Regions from separate parts of the Oryzias latipes genome. Here region 1 is linked to region 2. A link is a contact called in public Hi-C data. All regions are on one chromosome and are shown on one strand. The core of a region is the stretch at or near the end of the contact, and the rest is flanking DNA. Distances in the headings are between cores, read along the strand shown.

Evidence for each region. A called contact is a pair of places that touch in the nucleus more often than the background predicts.
Region 1: a Hi-C map of fibroblasts shows a contact between it and region 2, with 2.9 times the contacts expected there. The contact joins the promoter of LOC101171679 here to the enhancer-like site in region 2. A contact is called at or near these places in 3 of 5 Hi-C or Micro-C datasets (embryo and fibroblasts).

Annotation. Positions count from the first base shown.
Region 1 is chr11:6,612,507-6,619,789 of ASM223467v1, forward strand. LOC101171679 (adhesion G protein-coupled receptor B1) reads left to right here and starts at 4,133. Exons shown (of 31, transcript XM_020706982.1): 1 at 4,133-4,619; 2 at 7,012-7,283. The coding sequence starts at 7,186.
Region 2 is chr11:6,513,405-6,521,123 of ASM223467v1, forward strand. No RefSeq gene overlaps it. Among protein-coding and RNA genes, the nearest start is that of LOC101160822, 13 kb to the left of the region's middle. Within about 2 kb of position 2,082, at least 2 of the 8 cell types and tissues checked have an H3K27ac peak or open chromatin away from gene starts, as enhancers often do.

The DNA.
Region 1 (7,283 bases), core at 2,883-5,382, 100 kb after region 2:
AACTTCTTTTACTTTTTGACCCCAATAAGAGATTTATGCCCATAGATTTTTATTGATGGCTTTAAAAAATAATTGTGATCCAAAAGGGGTTTATACATAAAATTTTACTTTATTTATAAATTAATATTTATTTGACGGTATTTTCATCACAATCGTAGTGTTTTTTTCTGTACAAATAAAGTGTCCACTCATGGTGTACAGATCTTAATATATATCTTAGTGCATGAACTTTACTGATGGTGGAAGGACTTTTCCTTCATCTGTGCTTTCCTCTGGAGGAGGAGTGAAGAGACAGGGCACCTTGTTCTCACCGTAATGCCGAGCTTATTAATGGTGACTTCAGCCCCATTTGCTGTACTTCATGTAGGCTGTGAATCAACACAGACAGATAAAGAAAGAAGGAACATTACTCTTGTATTTTTTGCATGGTTTTCACATTAAACTTCTGTTTTGTCATCTTTTCTCGTTATAAAAAGAACAATTACAAGCAATTGTAATAGTATGTAATGTTACACGTGGATGAGAGCTCTAATCAAATTACTAAAGTTTTTCTTGTATTATTTCAAATGTTTTAGAGCTTCACGTGTGCCTGTAAACATCGAAAAATTTTCCTGTTTGCTTCTTGAATCTCTAAGTTAACGCAAATCAACACAAAACAAGAAAATCTAGGCCGTCAATCTGCATACAAAATTTTTTAAGTCTTTAAAACCTTCCACTGTAGAAGTCAGATGTGAGTGGAAACTGTCCTTTTTCCATGAAAACATCAAGTTCTTGTTGTTTATTACTATAATTGTGGACTTCTGGCAACATTTATTGCCTTATTATCATTCAGCACTTATGTGTTTGTGTCTTATCAGTAAAAAACACAATTTCTTCATTTTCTTTTGTCCCTGTTGTCCCAGTCTTCGCCAGCTAATAGGGGAACATTTATATCTGCTGTGCTACCAGGCTGATGAGCAGCATTTTGGAAGCACGGGACACTGCTGTGTTCGGCCTTGGATCAATTATTGTTCTCCTCCTTGGCTGGCCTGTCCACCTCTAGCAGATGTGAAAAAGAAAATGATGAAGAATTTTACCTGCAGGTGTTAAAAAATATTTAAATACTTTGACACTTGCAGAAAAAAGCCTTAATGTGCAACAGCAGGTTTATCCTGCAACAATAATATTTACGTCATGTGTGGATTTAAGCCAGAGGATGCATTAGTTCCAGTTTATAGAAACAAGATCATTACATCCATGAGTTTATAGTGTTGTTCTATTAGAAAAAGGCTCTTTTGCTTTGCACAAACCTTATTTTTCTCTGCTGATGGTCTGCTCTGCCACAGCCTGCAGCAGCTACATCAAAAACAGCCCCATCTAGGGTTCAGATGCAGTCATGGCTTCAAACAGGAATATCCAGGAAAGCACAGAGGGAAGAAGACAAACAAGCTGTACTTTGTGCAGCTCAAGCAATATGTAATGAAAGATGGAAAAGATCTTAAAATCTCCTCATTAATCCACTATTTCTTTGTGAAAAACAAAAAACAAAAAAACAATTCAGCATACTTTCTCCCACTTTACTGGGAAAAATATCATGTTGTGAGTCAGTTGAATGTGGGGGCAGTCCTCTGTTTGGACTTTTGGTTTGTTCTGGGTCCCGTGAGAGTTTCATGCTGCTTTCAGAATACCAGCTTTAGGAGAGGGATGTCCTACAAAGGAGCGCGGAGGCAATAGGTGAAAAGGCGCCGTGGTGATTCCTTAACACACTTTATTCCCACGCCGACTTATATGGACATTTGTTTTATGTAAGTGCGCCTGCAGCAGCCCACGCCACCTTTGCAAATGTGCCCTGGAAAAGCATTCACTTTTGAGGCTTTTAAGAGAAACGTGTTGTTTATTTGCCCCGCATGAAAAGTGCGTTAATTACTCTCCCAATAGGTTCAAATGGTTCTGCATGATGAGAACGGTCTCATGTAAGGCCTGGTTAAAGAAAAAACAAACACCTTGTTTTCTTATGTTCTGGAGCAGTCTGGTGTTTTTCTGCTGTTTTTTTTCTCCGTCTTCCGTTTATCCGGGTTTCCAGACCAACAACTCATTATTTCTCCGGCTTCCTGTATGCCTCTTGCTGTGATTATGCATTAGGAGGAAGACAGGCTGATAAACAAGGGGTCAAACTCTATGCAGCTTCCTGTAGTTCATAAGAAAACACAAGACCAATTTCTGCTCCAACAGTGGATGAATAAAACTAAAATCCATCCTCAATTTATACTTGAATGGGTCAAAAACCCACACCTACAAACACAAATCTATTACAGAAAGGTAAACAGTTTAGGAAACAATGCCTTCGTAAGAAAATAATCCACATTTCTGACAAATTTCCTTTAAATTGATGTCATAAAGAAGAAATGGAAGTGATTGAGTGTAATTGCTTCAAACCACAGAAGCTGACTGGAATGGAAGTTACGCTGCTTGGCGGTTGTTGTACAGCGCATAACAAACTATTGTGTTAGTTTCTTCACCACATTGTCCCACGGTGACACATTTCATCCATGCGCATGTGTGAAAAATACAAATGCTGTTGTTGTTACTCATGGTGTCGACGTCAAAAGCCCGCCCGATGACTTCCGTCCAAGCAGCACAAACCGTCATGCAGATTTTTTTGTATTGTCAATACTGTCCCTGATGTATTTCATCTGTAGCTGAGATTTTGTTTTTGTTTTTTTTATACAACTGAAGGACAAAAAGGGTTCAGAAATTAAGGAAAATATTTAAAAACAATACAATAGGATTCCTTTTAGTTGTTTTTTTTTCAATAGAAATGAGAGTAAAATAGAGCTCTGAAGAGGGCTTTTGTTTAAAAAAAATTCAAAACAAATTTTTCTTTTAAAATTAGGATGTCAAATTTAACATTTAATCCGATTTTTAATCTCCTTTTTTCTGCAGGCTGTTAATAAAATTCAGCATTTCTGATACTTTTACATAGTAAACAAGCCCACATGTATTTTTTTGGACAAACTTCTTAGTGTATTATCTTTGAAATAAACGTTTTGAGAGTAGGAAAATGAAGAGGTTTATGTCATCACAACACTGCTGTGACTCCTAACTCCCACAGTATTGTGTGTAAACTGGGGAGGAATAGTTAAAAATGCCACGAAAGTGATCATCTCCTCTGTTTTACGCGTCCTGACTCATGCTGTTAGGACAGTCATTCATTTCTTCCCATGTATGTCTTTTCACACGTGGAGCTTCATGGAATAGCATTACAGCAACAGTCGGACACCCACGTTAGGTTATCCCTATCACACTTCGAGAACTACCCAGATCCGCCCACAGCACCCAGAGAGAGACAACCAGGAGCGTGGAGGGAGGGCTGGATGGATGGATGGATGGATGGATGGATGAATGCGGAGAGGGAGGGCTGTCTGTTCCTGTGTGCACAATCTGCATGTGTTTATGAGTGTGTGTTTCCTCAAGAGCAGGCAGAAAGAGGAAGTGCGCCCCTCTTGCAGTGCCGCACATGTCTGCAGCTCACCTCACTTTCTATTGGGCGATTTTGAGTGTCGGAATGACCGCATCCAGTTTGCCTCATGTTTTATGCACCACTTCAATAACATGTTTAATGTCCTTTCAAATAAAATAAACGTTTACGATCACCCTTGAACAATCGTTGCACGTGTCAAATCAAAGATGGATCGATGCGTAAAGTTGGAACAATCATTTTTGCCAAACGCACATCTTCCCGTGTTTGTAGTGATGCTGAGGCGTCTCATTCTTATCTAAAGAACCTATGTGTGTGTGTGTGTGTGTGTGTGCGTGTGTGATTGCTTGCTGCGTCCGCGTGCTGGCACACCTATTCCGCAGATCGTCTTTCCGGTTACCTTTGGCTGTGCGTTGATATGTGCGTAGTTGGTGTTCATAATCGTTGGTCTCCGTGTCTCTGCACAGATCCCGCCCCTCCCTTCGGACTCCCGCTCCCTCCCTCCTCCATGCTCTGACACAGTCGTGCGCGCGCGCGCACCCAAACACAAGCGCGTCTCCTCCGCACACTCCTCTCCCCCCTCCCTCTCCGTCTCGGTGCTGTCTCATTCATTTCGGTACTCCGTCCACGCACTCCAGCTTGGAGCTGGGGGGGCGGGGTTGCATATATACCACCGCGTGGAGGCCATGAGCTTCACTCAGACTGGACCCACTTGCAGTGCAAAGACCACAAGCAAGAAGACTCCGAAGCCGGGAGTAGAAGTACCAACATTTTTTTTTCTTGGAGCTTGGAGAGAAGAACGTTTGGTTCTATGGACTGTGCTGGAGCTCCAACGCTGCCGATTTGAACCTCCGCTATCCGCCAGTTCTTCTGGACATAGCAACTAAACTAAGTTGGTAGTAAACTCTTTGGAGTTTGGTAAGAGTCGCCACATTTTTTCTTTGCTTGTGAGAGTGGACTGCACTGAAACTTGGGACCGACCCTCTTGGGTCGCGGTTGGAACCTGGCGCATCCTTTCGGCAACTCTGCGAAAGTTTTGGCCAGTCAACAGATCTGAAGACTTTGAGTCGAGTCAGACTTTTCAGTAGCTGCTACCCGCGTCCGGAACCGGGACAACCGGTCAGAGAGCCACTGACGAGACTTCAAAGACGCTTCTTTCAAGGTAAAGAAAAGTTTTCATTCTTTTATATCTGCTGAAACGAACGGGGTTTGCAACCCTGCCGTCAGGAGGAGGCTCTGGGCTCAAGCAAACTTGAATGTTTTGAGTCGCTGTCCGTGGTGCTGAAACTCCAAAGCAGCTTCAGCAGCGATTTTTTAACTTACTTGCACTGGTTTTTAGCACATTTCTGACCACGTGCGCACTAATATATCTGCTCTAACGTGCTGATGCATACATGTACATCCTTTTCATGCACAGTGGATCTGATTTAAATTGGACTTGGATGTCAGTGAGCAGCAGGAAAGGTGAGGTGCTTTTTCCTGCAGCTCACTGACACCCAACTCCCATTTCTGCAAAACTTTGTGATATAAATTCATTTATATTTTGGTTGGGTTTTAAAATTCTGACATGTGAAGCAGGTTAATGAAAAAAGCTACAAGTCATTTTCAGAAACTCTTTGGTTTGTACTGCAGAGCATTAAAGGGCAGCAAATAAGTAGTTTTGATTTTCAAATTTTCCTTTAATCATTTTTTATGCGTCACTGATGGGCACCAAAGCATCGAGTGGAGAAGTTTCCTTCACGTGTGCCAGTTTTTGCAGCGGATTGGGCAACAAAACATGAGCCAAATAGGAGTAAACCTTAGTTTTCTTCAAGGACCTTTGCTCAATCAGATGCAAGAAGGAGAAGACTTCTTTGTGCACATGCAGATCTGAAGATTAGTGATTGTTCCACGAATGATTGAGTTTAGAAAAGTTTGGCAGAAATCATAATTTTCACAATTTTCAGCTTCTGATTGATTGTTATCTGTATTTACTCAAAAATTCATTATTGCTTGAGGATTTTCAGGGGGAAAAATGTTTTAAATCCTTTTGGTTGCCAAAATGCTGAAGTTCCTCAACCACCTGCATCATCCTATCATCCCTCCAGAAACATCTGATTCATATATCATCAACGTTTATATTTCTCAAACCTACATTTTGAAAGCTCACCATATTGGTGATGACACAGGCTTCTGGCAAATACACCACACACGCTGTGTTCTGCAGAAAATAAGCCCCGTCTCCATAACAACACACATCCTGCTCTTTACTGTGCAGCTTTTGCAAAAAAAAAAAAAAAGAAGGAAAAAAATGTTGACGACAGCAAGCGGACAAGCAGTAGGAGGGCATTCACAAGTTGGGGAGGGCGGGGTGGGACAGTGTGAGGAGAAAGAGTTCTGCCGCCAAAGCTGGACAGTTCTTTCCACCCTGTTGCTCATCAATGCCCATTCATGGAGCTTCCGGTTGTTAGTGGGCGGGAGGGGGGGCCCACACATAAGAGAGGTCTTTGCTGCCTTGCTCACAGAGAGGAGAGGGATACTGAGAGGGAAGGAGGGATGTGAGACACATAATTATGAGTCTGCCTGCATGAAAAGTGCAGGTGCTTCTCCCGGTGACTGTCACTTTACAATGAAATGCGAGCTTTACCTATGCATAATTATTATTTAATTCCTATAAATGATGTTTCTCAGATTATCTTGACAAATTATAGCAAAGGGGGTGACGGGTAAAAACGGAGAAAGCATAGAGACATGACGAAGCTAGAAACTTGTCCTGGCTGCATGTGAAAATTGTTGCTGAGCAACAGCATTGACTCCTCAGTCCAGGCTCTGAAGAGGATCTGCTAAAGCGCGTGAGCACCGCTCTTCAGCTCGGCAGGTGAAGGTGCTTCAGAGCAACAGTTACCCAAAGATTTGCCGATGCAAAAATGCAAAGAGACTGACGTAAAAAAAAAAAAAAAACATCCAGACAAGACGCTGCAAGGGGGAAAAAAAAGCATAAAAACTGTTTTTGCATGAACATGCACAAATTTATCTTAACATGCAAACAGTTATTGCAACTTTGTGCCCCTTTATGTAAGGCAGAAACATAAAAAAGCCACTAACATGTTTGTGCAAAGTACATAATTGTGCGAGGACACGGTCTAACCCCTGCTGTTGTTTACTGCTGAATAACAGGAGGAATGCATTGCACAAATAATAAAGTGCCAAACATTAGTGTTGCCAGTGGCGAAGCTTGCATGGACGTCAGACTGACGCACACAGTTCAGTGTGGGGGAGGAAAGAGCAGAAGCTTGGAGATACCAGCTTGCTGTGAAGGACTGTAATTGTACTGCCGCAGCAATTATGTTCCAGAGAACAGAGCATTTAGATCACCAAACGTACCCTGAAGCACTGTGATGCAGATCAGAGGCAGATCCATTTTGCATAAATATTAGCTCAACCATAAATCCAACTAAGTGACATCTCATGAATACTGTGAGGAACTTGCATTTGAAAGATATCCTTTCCTGCAGACATATGTGTTTTTTTTCTGACAGATTCTTATTTTATTTATTTCTTTTGCTCTTCTGCAGATCCCTCTGATTCAGAAATGACAGATTGTCTGTTGTTCTAAAAACTACGAGTCCATCAGTTCCTTGGAGGGGTTGCGAAGAAAAAAAAGATCTGAAAAGAAGTGCAGTAGCTTGCAACAAAGAAGACAAAGAAAAAAAAGTTACAATACCAGATTCCTCGTCAACGTTGACCCGATGGCGCGGTCACTCCTCACCGGCCCCTCTGTGGCCCTTGCCCTGCTCTTCTTCGGTTTGACCTCCTGCACCCCCTCAGGCCCAGCCTCTGCCACCTG
Region 2 (7,719 bases), core at 832-3,331:
TCAGTGTTTCGGGTGTTTTCCCTTCATTTGTTTGTGAAGGAGAGGGGGGGGGGGGCACTTGCAGCAGGAGTGATTCAGACTTTCTCTGCTCAAAACTTCTATTTGTCCACAGGAAGTGTGCAAATGAGACAAGGTCATTTGCATGCAATTTGGCTGAAACAATCCCTCCCACTGCTGCTGAAGATGGATTTGGCACCTGTAGAAGACAAAAGGCTAAATTACATATACGACAAATCTGCAGAAGCAGTAGAAGCATAGGAGTGAAAGCCATTAGATGCTGGGGTTTGTCTGCAAAAATGACAGGAAGGCAGCAGTTTCCAAATGCAGCCCTTAAAGTATTAGATTCGCTTTTTCTGCAATTTCACCATGAAACAAATTAAAATGTTTAAATCCCTACTTTGCCCATTTTTGTAAAAGAGAGGTTTATGTGTGACTTTTTTTTTGTTTCTTCTTTTCTCAAAGTTTTAGGCAGCATCCATGCACATGTCTAATGAAGTTCATAACACTTTTTGCTCATGTTCATCCAAAGAAACCCCGGATTCCTCAGCTTTTCTGTTGCACATGTGTCCGTCCGGTTGCATGAGCAGCCTTTAGTCAGGCTTGAGGGATCATGCAGGCACATTTATGGCCATTTTGGATCGCTCAGGTGTGCAGAGAAACAAGATTAACCTGCTCCTAACCTTGGTTTTTGCTAAAATCTGGTTGTGGATGTTCAGTTCAATTACGTTTCTTGCTGAAGAGCCATTAATGCCTTAAGCAGAGTCTCTGGTTGGCGCAGTGTGGCGACCTCGCCAAAGTTCAAACATTTGGGCCCTGGAGGCGCCGCCATAACTGCACTGAGTTAGTCCGGCACCAGCAGCGCCGCCATCTAAGCGTAGGGCTGCTCAGATGGCGCCGCAGGACCTCTCTGATCGCATCAGCACCATTCACTTGACATTGAAACCGCCCGCCTCTGCTGCACGAATCTCGTTCAGTGTAATGCATGTGGCTGTGGTGTAGTGGTAGGGCGGTCGACCTCAGATATGAATATTGTAGGTTCAATTCCTGCTCTGCCTGCCCATGTGTCGAAGTGTCCCTGGGCAAGACACTGAACCCCACTCTCTGGTGGAAGGTTGGCGCCAGTGTTTGGCAGCGGAGCCGCCATAAGTGTGTGGATGTGTGTGTGACTGTAAAGCGCTTTGGGCCTTCGAGGAAGGTATAGCACACAAGTATACGCCATTTACTATTTAAACGCATCTTTAAAGTCAGGCATCAGCAAAGAGCGCTCACGTATCACGTGAGCAGCACTAACAGGCTCTTTGCACGGTCCGCTGCATCTTGGGGGTGGAAAATGTGACAAATCTGGTGCAAAAAACGTAGCCTCTCCTACGTCACTCTAACGTGTTGTATAAGTGTTCTCTGCGACCCGCCGCCCGCAGCATGACTGAATAAATGTGCATGAAAATTGTCACTCACTGAGCGATCTACGATCTGAACATTTCCTGCGTGTCCACCAGTACGGAGAGCGGGGCCAAAAGCTTTAAGAAGTTACAGATTGTTTAATTCTGCTCAATTATAATTTAATCACCTGACAACATCTCTTTGGTCTCATCTTTCTACAGAAAAAAAAACAAAAAACGTCTGAAATCTTTTTTAGTAGTTGATGAATCCAAATGTTCCAGTTCAAAATTAAAGGTACAAAGCTCAGTGATGTCGGAAAAATAACTTAAGGATGAACTCAAAGACGTCTCCACGCTCAGACAAGAAAGGATTTTTGAATAGTAAAATCTGAAGAGTACTTTTTCATAACTGTGGATTATTTGGAGACAGTTATATAACACTTTCTTAGCTTTGTTGTGTTGTTCAGCCTGTGTGCGTACCTCTCTGGTTTAATTTGGTGTTCCAACACAAAAGAGGACTGGAAAAGGGGGCAGCACTAGTTCCTTATGAAACGTCTTTTGTTGGTCATTGGGTTAAAAAAAACTTGACGACTCCCACACCCTGTCTCTACAATGGGCCGGTCTTAACGCATGTGCCACACACATGTGCTCAGTTTATTTCCAAGGAGCTCAAAATAGTCCAAGGCGAACCATGAATAGACTTGGCCTTTAGTGTTCACTGGAGATCAAAATTGGTTCTCCATGCTGCTAAATTGGTGGTTGCTCCCTCTAAAGATAGTCCCAAGAATACTGTCTCCAGCATTAGCCCTAATGATGGCTGGTTTACTGCCACTTCTTCGCCCTGAAACCAGGTCATTTCAGGACACGGAGACCTAAAATATAGCTGCAAATAGACCCTTTTGGGGAATTAGAAACCAAAAAAAGAAAAGCAATCAGAGGATGTTTTGTTCAGAGAACCAACACGTAGCATCTCAATTAAACGCCTACATTTAGGGAACAGTTGATTCTTTAAATTCAGAATTTAGCAAGAGAAAGTCGCTCTGACATTAGATCACTCAGCTGAAACCTAAAAGAGCGTACGAATATTCTATAAATCAAGTTTGAATGGATGTGGAAGAAACGAGGAAACTCCTTGAGTGACTCTTTTGAATTGTTGTGAAATCAATTATTTAGTATAAACTTTAATCTCCTGCAAGTGTTAAAAGATTCTAATAGTTTGGATTGAAAACAATAACCGTAAACAAAATGCTTTGTCATACTGAGAAAATGATTTGCAAACATTCTTTAAGATTGTGAAAATACAGAGCTACTGTATTTTACTGTGTTACTGTGTATGACTGTGTATCACTGTGTTTTATTGTGTTTTATGGTGTTTTATGGTGTTTGAAGAATTTCATGTCTGACAGTCAGAACAGCAGAGATGCTGAACAAAGGTCTGCTTGGACGCAACCCTAACCCCGGTTCATTTTAAGCGAACCAAATGTGTCCGATCTGAAAACACCCTTAAAGTTATTTTTCATTGATATGTTTCAAAGACCGAAACTACGATTTAACATTTGTGTCTCCAAGATTGTCTTCATTCATTTTTTCTTTCCTGTCTGCATCTGCCTGAACCATTAGATGCAGTTCCAATTCCCACGCAACAAAGGCTCTGCACAAAAATCCACACAAAAATGTATAATCTAACAATCATGAAGAAAACAAAATGTTTAATTCAAACCAGAACATTTGATTAAAAAGAGATTTTTTTTTTTTTAATACATCTTTAACTCAATTTCTGTCCCGCGTTTAAACCTAATGTACAATTTTTTATTCACAAAGATATTTGTGTGTTACTTTTTTTGAATCGTCTTTACAGCGTTTTTCTGGTTGTTCAGCAAAGACAAAAGTTTTAGACGGCGTTCTTAGAAAGTATAAAAAAGATTTCCGTTCTCTGTCTCAGTTTTAGGAGTAACCATTTTGTTTTGTTGGTTTTATGCAGATTTTCTTCAAAGTTTCAGCCATTTATTTTGTTTTGAAGGGGCCCGTGATGAAATTATCTTAATAACTTGTTTTATCCACTGGCTGTTCATAGAATTGTCTTTGCTCGTTATTCAGCTTATTTTAAAAATGATTTTGATCATTTTTGTTTCTTTTAAAGATAAATACGGGTTAAATGTAGGTTGACGTGTTTTGCCACACATCACAAAACAATCAGATTTTTTACTGTAAATAAATAAGAATTTATCCTTTATTTTGTGCATTTTTTTCCTTATAAAGTCTAAAAGCAATCTTTGCATTGTGTTATTTTTGACAGTTCAGTATATTAGTGTGTTCTCACAAGTTCACACCATTACACACAACTAACAAGATCTGAGGTTTTGCTAAAAGAAAAAAAATAGTCTGACCTGAAGTTTCTCAGTTTCTAATTTTAAGACACTTTTACTTCAAACTTGAACCTTTTTCTTTTTTTAGTGCAATAAAATTGCTTAAAGAAAGCCCTTTGTAAGAGTTCGTAGAGGTTATTTTGGTGGTCGCTACGACTTCCTCGCCTGTATTTCTGGACATGGTTTTAAAGGAACAATTTGTCTGAACAGGTTTCCTTTCAAGTCTAATGTAGGAAAATCAGGGTTTGTTACTGTAGTCGTGGCTATAATCACACTTCAGGTGAAACAAAGATTGCCCTCCTCGCTCCCCTTTAGCGGCAGATTTGGTTTTAGCTGCTGCTCTGGCAGAGGAAAGACCATTTACTGCAGCAGTCTGTGGAGGAAAGGAAAAAAAAAATACAGATCAAGCTTTGATCTAAATATTTGAATAGAATAGGTAACACAAACTAATGTCACAGTCCCAAATACAACTGCCACCACGCCCTAGGGAGGGCATGTTCAAGATTTTGGCATGGTCATGAATTTGGACGGCGGCTAGTCAGTCAGGCAGAGATGATGCCGTTACGAAATTGGGCAACAGCTGGGCGGCCACAGGGTGGTGGCAGTCGGATCGCCGTCCGGCAGCAGCTCTGATTGGAGGATGGATAGACGTCTCCAGACGGCGGCCATCCATACCGAGTACCACCAGCCGCCTGGTCAACTCTTGGAGAAAAATTGTCCGGTTGCTATAAAAGTTTGACTTTTTCTTAAAACATCTTGGGATGTAAAACTGCCCCTGCCGCCTCCTGATTCCAAATGCTGCGGCGCGGCCACCGTCACATCAGGCTGCTGTTGTGGTTTTGCCCTGCGACTGAGCTCTAGAACCACCTCTGGGGACACAGACATAAAGCCACTGCAGAGCGCCACATTTCACAGCGCCGTGGTCAGTGAAACAAAGTCCTCTTACAGGTGGAACAAAGTGCGAAAGATGTTATAATGAAGCTTGCACGTTGTCCAAGACCAGAATCTGCACAACAATTCCCAAATGACTTTTTCACAGTTTCAAACTTTTGCATTAGTCACACAGCCTCTTGCTAGTTCTTGCCGTCTGCAAATGGGGTGAGCTTGCAGAGGTGTCCACCTTCAGAAAGGTTAACAATCCCGTAAAGAATCATCTTTTCTTTTGCTGCAGAAAGAGCTCCTTGTTGTTTGGAGAAGGTTTTATAACGCTTTTGATGGACGGCCTGCAACAATTGTTTCTCGACAGCCTCCCACTAGCTGGTTAAACATAAATATGCTCCGTGTTGAGCCACTGACAGGCAAAAAACGAAGCCTAAATTAAGCAAAACATGCAGAAATGCGTTGGTGGCGTGGAGCAAAAGGAGTAAACCCTCTTTTGTTGGAGCTTCTACAAGCAAAGGAAGAAAAACATGAATGAAGGTGCAGTCTCAGACATGTCAGCACTGTCAGTGGGCACGAATCTTTCATTCAGGAAAAGTCTCGCCGCACGTAAAAGAACGCTGCCTATCATTTTGCTGTCACTCAACACGGCATAACGGGTCCACGGCCTTTGCAAAGGCAAGTCAAGCAGAAAGAAACACACACATTTAAGTAGAAAGTGTCGGAGAGTGGTGCTCTGAACAAGTTGGTCTCCATGGTTACGGGTTCATCAGGATGTAGGACACGTACCGTTTAAATTCACTTGAAACCAGACGGGGACAAGTAGGTTGAATTGGTTTTCTCTGCAGAGTCAGAAATGCTGCTATCAGGTTCAATTAGTCGGCATCTGCCTGATGACTTGAAGCTTCTGCTGGGATTGTTTCTGCTAATGGTTTTTATTCCACTGAAGACCCCCGCGCCGCCTGATTGAATCCATCCACGCGTTATCCACGCCGCACATTAATGATGCCGCTCTTCAGGATCTGGGCCAAATAAATGTGACACTTCAGTTTCTAATTGCTCACAACAAGTTACCACTTGTACACGGACATCTTCTGGAAAGATGTCACTTTTGGAGGTACAGAAGACATGGAGGGTTTTTCACCCGTATTTATTCTCGCAGCCACAGCCGCAGCTGGACTGAAGGACCTGTTTTTACAATTCTTCTTTCTTTCTGCGCCTTTGAGGGGAAATTTGCGACCCACCACAAACTCGAACACTCTTTAAAATGTGCACCTGGTACCCGGTGAAAAGGAATTTTGCACATAATGTACAGCCCTCGGAAAGAGGCAGCCATCTTGAGCCCCACCCTCCAAAAAATAAAAGTACAATCACTTTTAGTCCCAATCTCCTATGAAATTCAATCTGTCCTCCTGACTTCTTGAACATCATTCGGAAGCTCCTTAGGAGAAAAATGTTGGAATTAAAAGTTGTAGACTTTGAATGCTGTTCGCAAAAGTGGCGTTTCCCTGTTACTCGCATATTTTTTACCAGAAATTTTATGAAAAGTGAATGAAACCTTATCTAAAGCTGGATGAAATGATACAACATTCAATGTGAACATATAAGGAATGTGGGCGTGCAAAAAAAAAAAAAAACCTCAGTTAAGGAAATTCAAAAATGTACTTTTGCTGATTTTTCTGAAAATGACTTCAACCTGTCCGTCATCCCAAGGCGACCAAAAAACAGAGTGGATGGCATAGAGAGAAAATCAACAAAAAAGCTGCCTGTTTGAAAACAGTTTGTTTTTTTTTAAATGATTTTGTTATGTGACGAGGGTGGTAGGTTAGGGGCAGAAGGGGTGTGTGTAGCAGTCAAAAGCCATTGAGGCCGGGTCAAAAGGGGGGCAGGTAGCGCTTGCGTGCCATTAAATGATTTAGCAAATCAGAATTCAATCCGAAAACAATTCAGTCTTGCATGTTTCTAACTAACGTTTTTAAAAGAGCGAATAATTTTTATTTAATAAAAAATTTATAAAAAATGTCTGGTGCAATAATTAAGGAATTATTAACAATTCATTGTTGAATTTGGTCAGTTATTGTAAAAATGCATTTCTTTTCTTAAACTCAACTCAAGATCCATCCAACAGTGGAGGGGGGACTTAAAAAAAGCAAGCAGGTGTGACCCGCCCTGAGAAGAGACTGGCAGATTGCATTTTTAGTTTGAATTTTGGGTCAGAAAAATTGTGATGACTAGTAAATAAAATTGCATCACACCAGGGAATGCAATTAAGTTTTAAAGGTGAAATTGAAACAATCAGTTCAAAAGTCATTTTTATATCAATTGTAAAAGGCTTTTTTCTTTTGGTACAAAAAAAAAAACCTAGAGAAAATTTTAAATGAAATTGATTTAGGTTTGAATTTTTTTAAAATAATAAGCTCCACAGCAGAAGAATTACAGTGAGGAACACAAAAGAAACAAAAGTCAGGCACATACACGCACACACATTTTACAAGGAAGGTGGGACCTGGGTCCATCTGTCCCCTACCCCTTCCCTGGTGGTGGGTGCGGGCCCCTTGGCGATGGCGGCCGTGTCCCTTGGGTGCCGGCTCCCTGGGCCCGGCGGTGCTCTCTCCGCGCGGTGGGGGGGTTCATATTACACCTGAGCCGGGGGTGTTCGTGTCCCTGGGGGGTGGGTCCTGGTCCTTGCCCCTGGGCGCTGGGCCCCGCCAAACTTCCAACATGGCCGAGCCTGGTCGGGCCATATTTATAACACCCCTTGTGGGCCGCCCTTTTTTCCCCGGGGTTCCCCCCTCCTGGGCGGGGGCGGCGGGCCCCTGCCTTGCTCCTCCCTGGACCAACCGTGGGCCGGGTGGGTGGCCGCCTGGAGTGCGGAGCGGGTCTCCCTTGGGGGGTCCTGGCTCGTACCTGGGGTCGGGGCGGGGGGATGCCCGGAACTCCTGGGTGGTGGTGGGGTGCTCGTCTGGGGCTGTGGGCGTCCCTCTCCGGTGGGGCCCTGCGTTGGGCTCTTCCGGCGCGGCGGGGGGCTGCTTTCCTGGCTGGGCTGGGGCGGCGCTCTCTTTCCCTCTGCGCCTCCCTGCTCTCTGGCTCTGGGG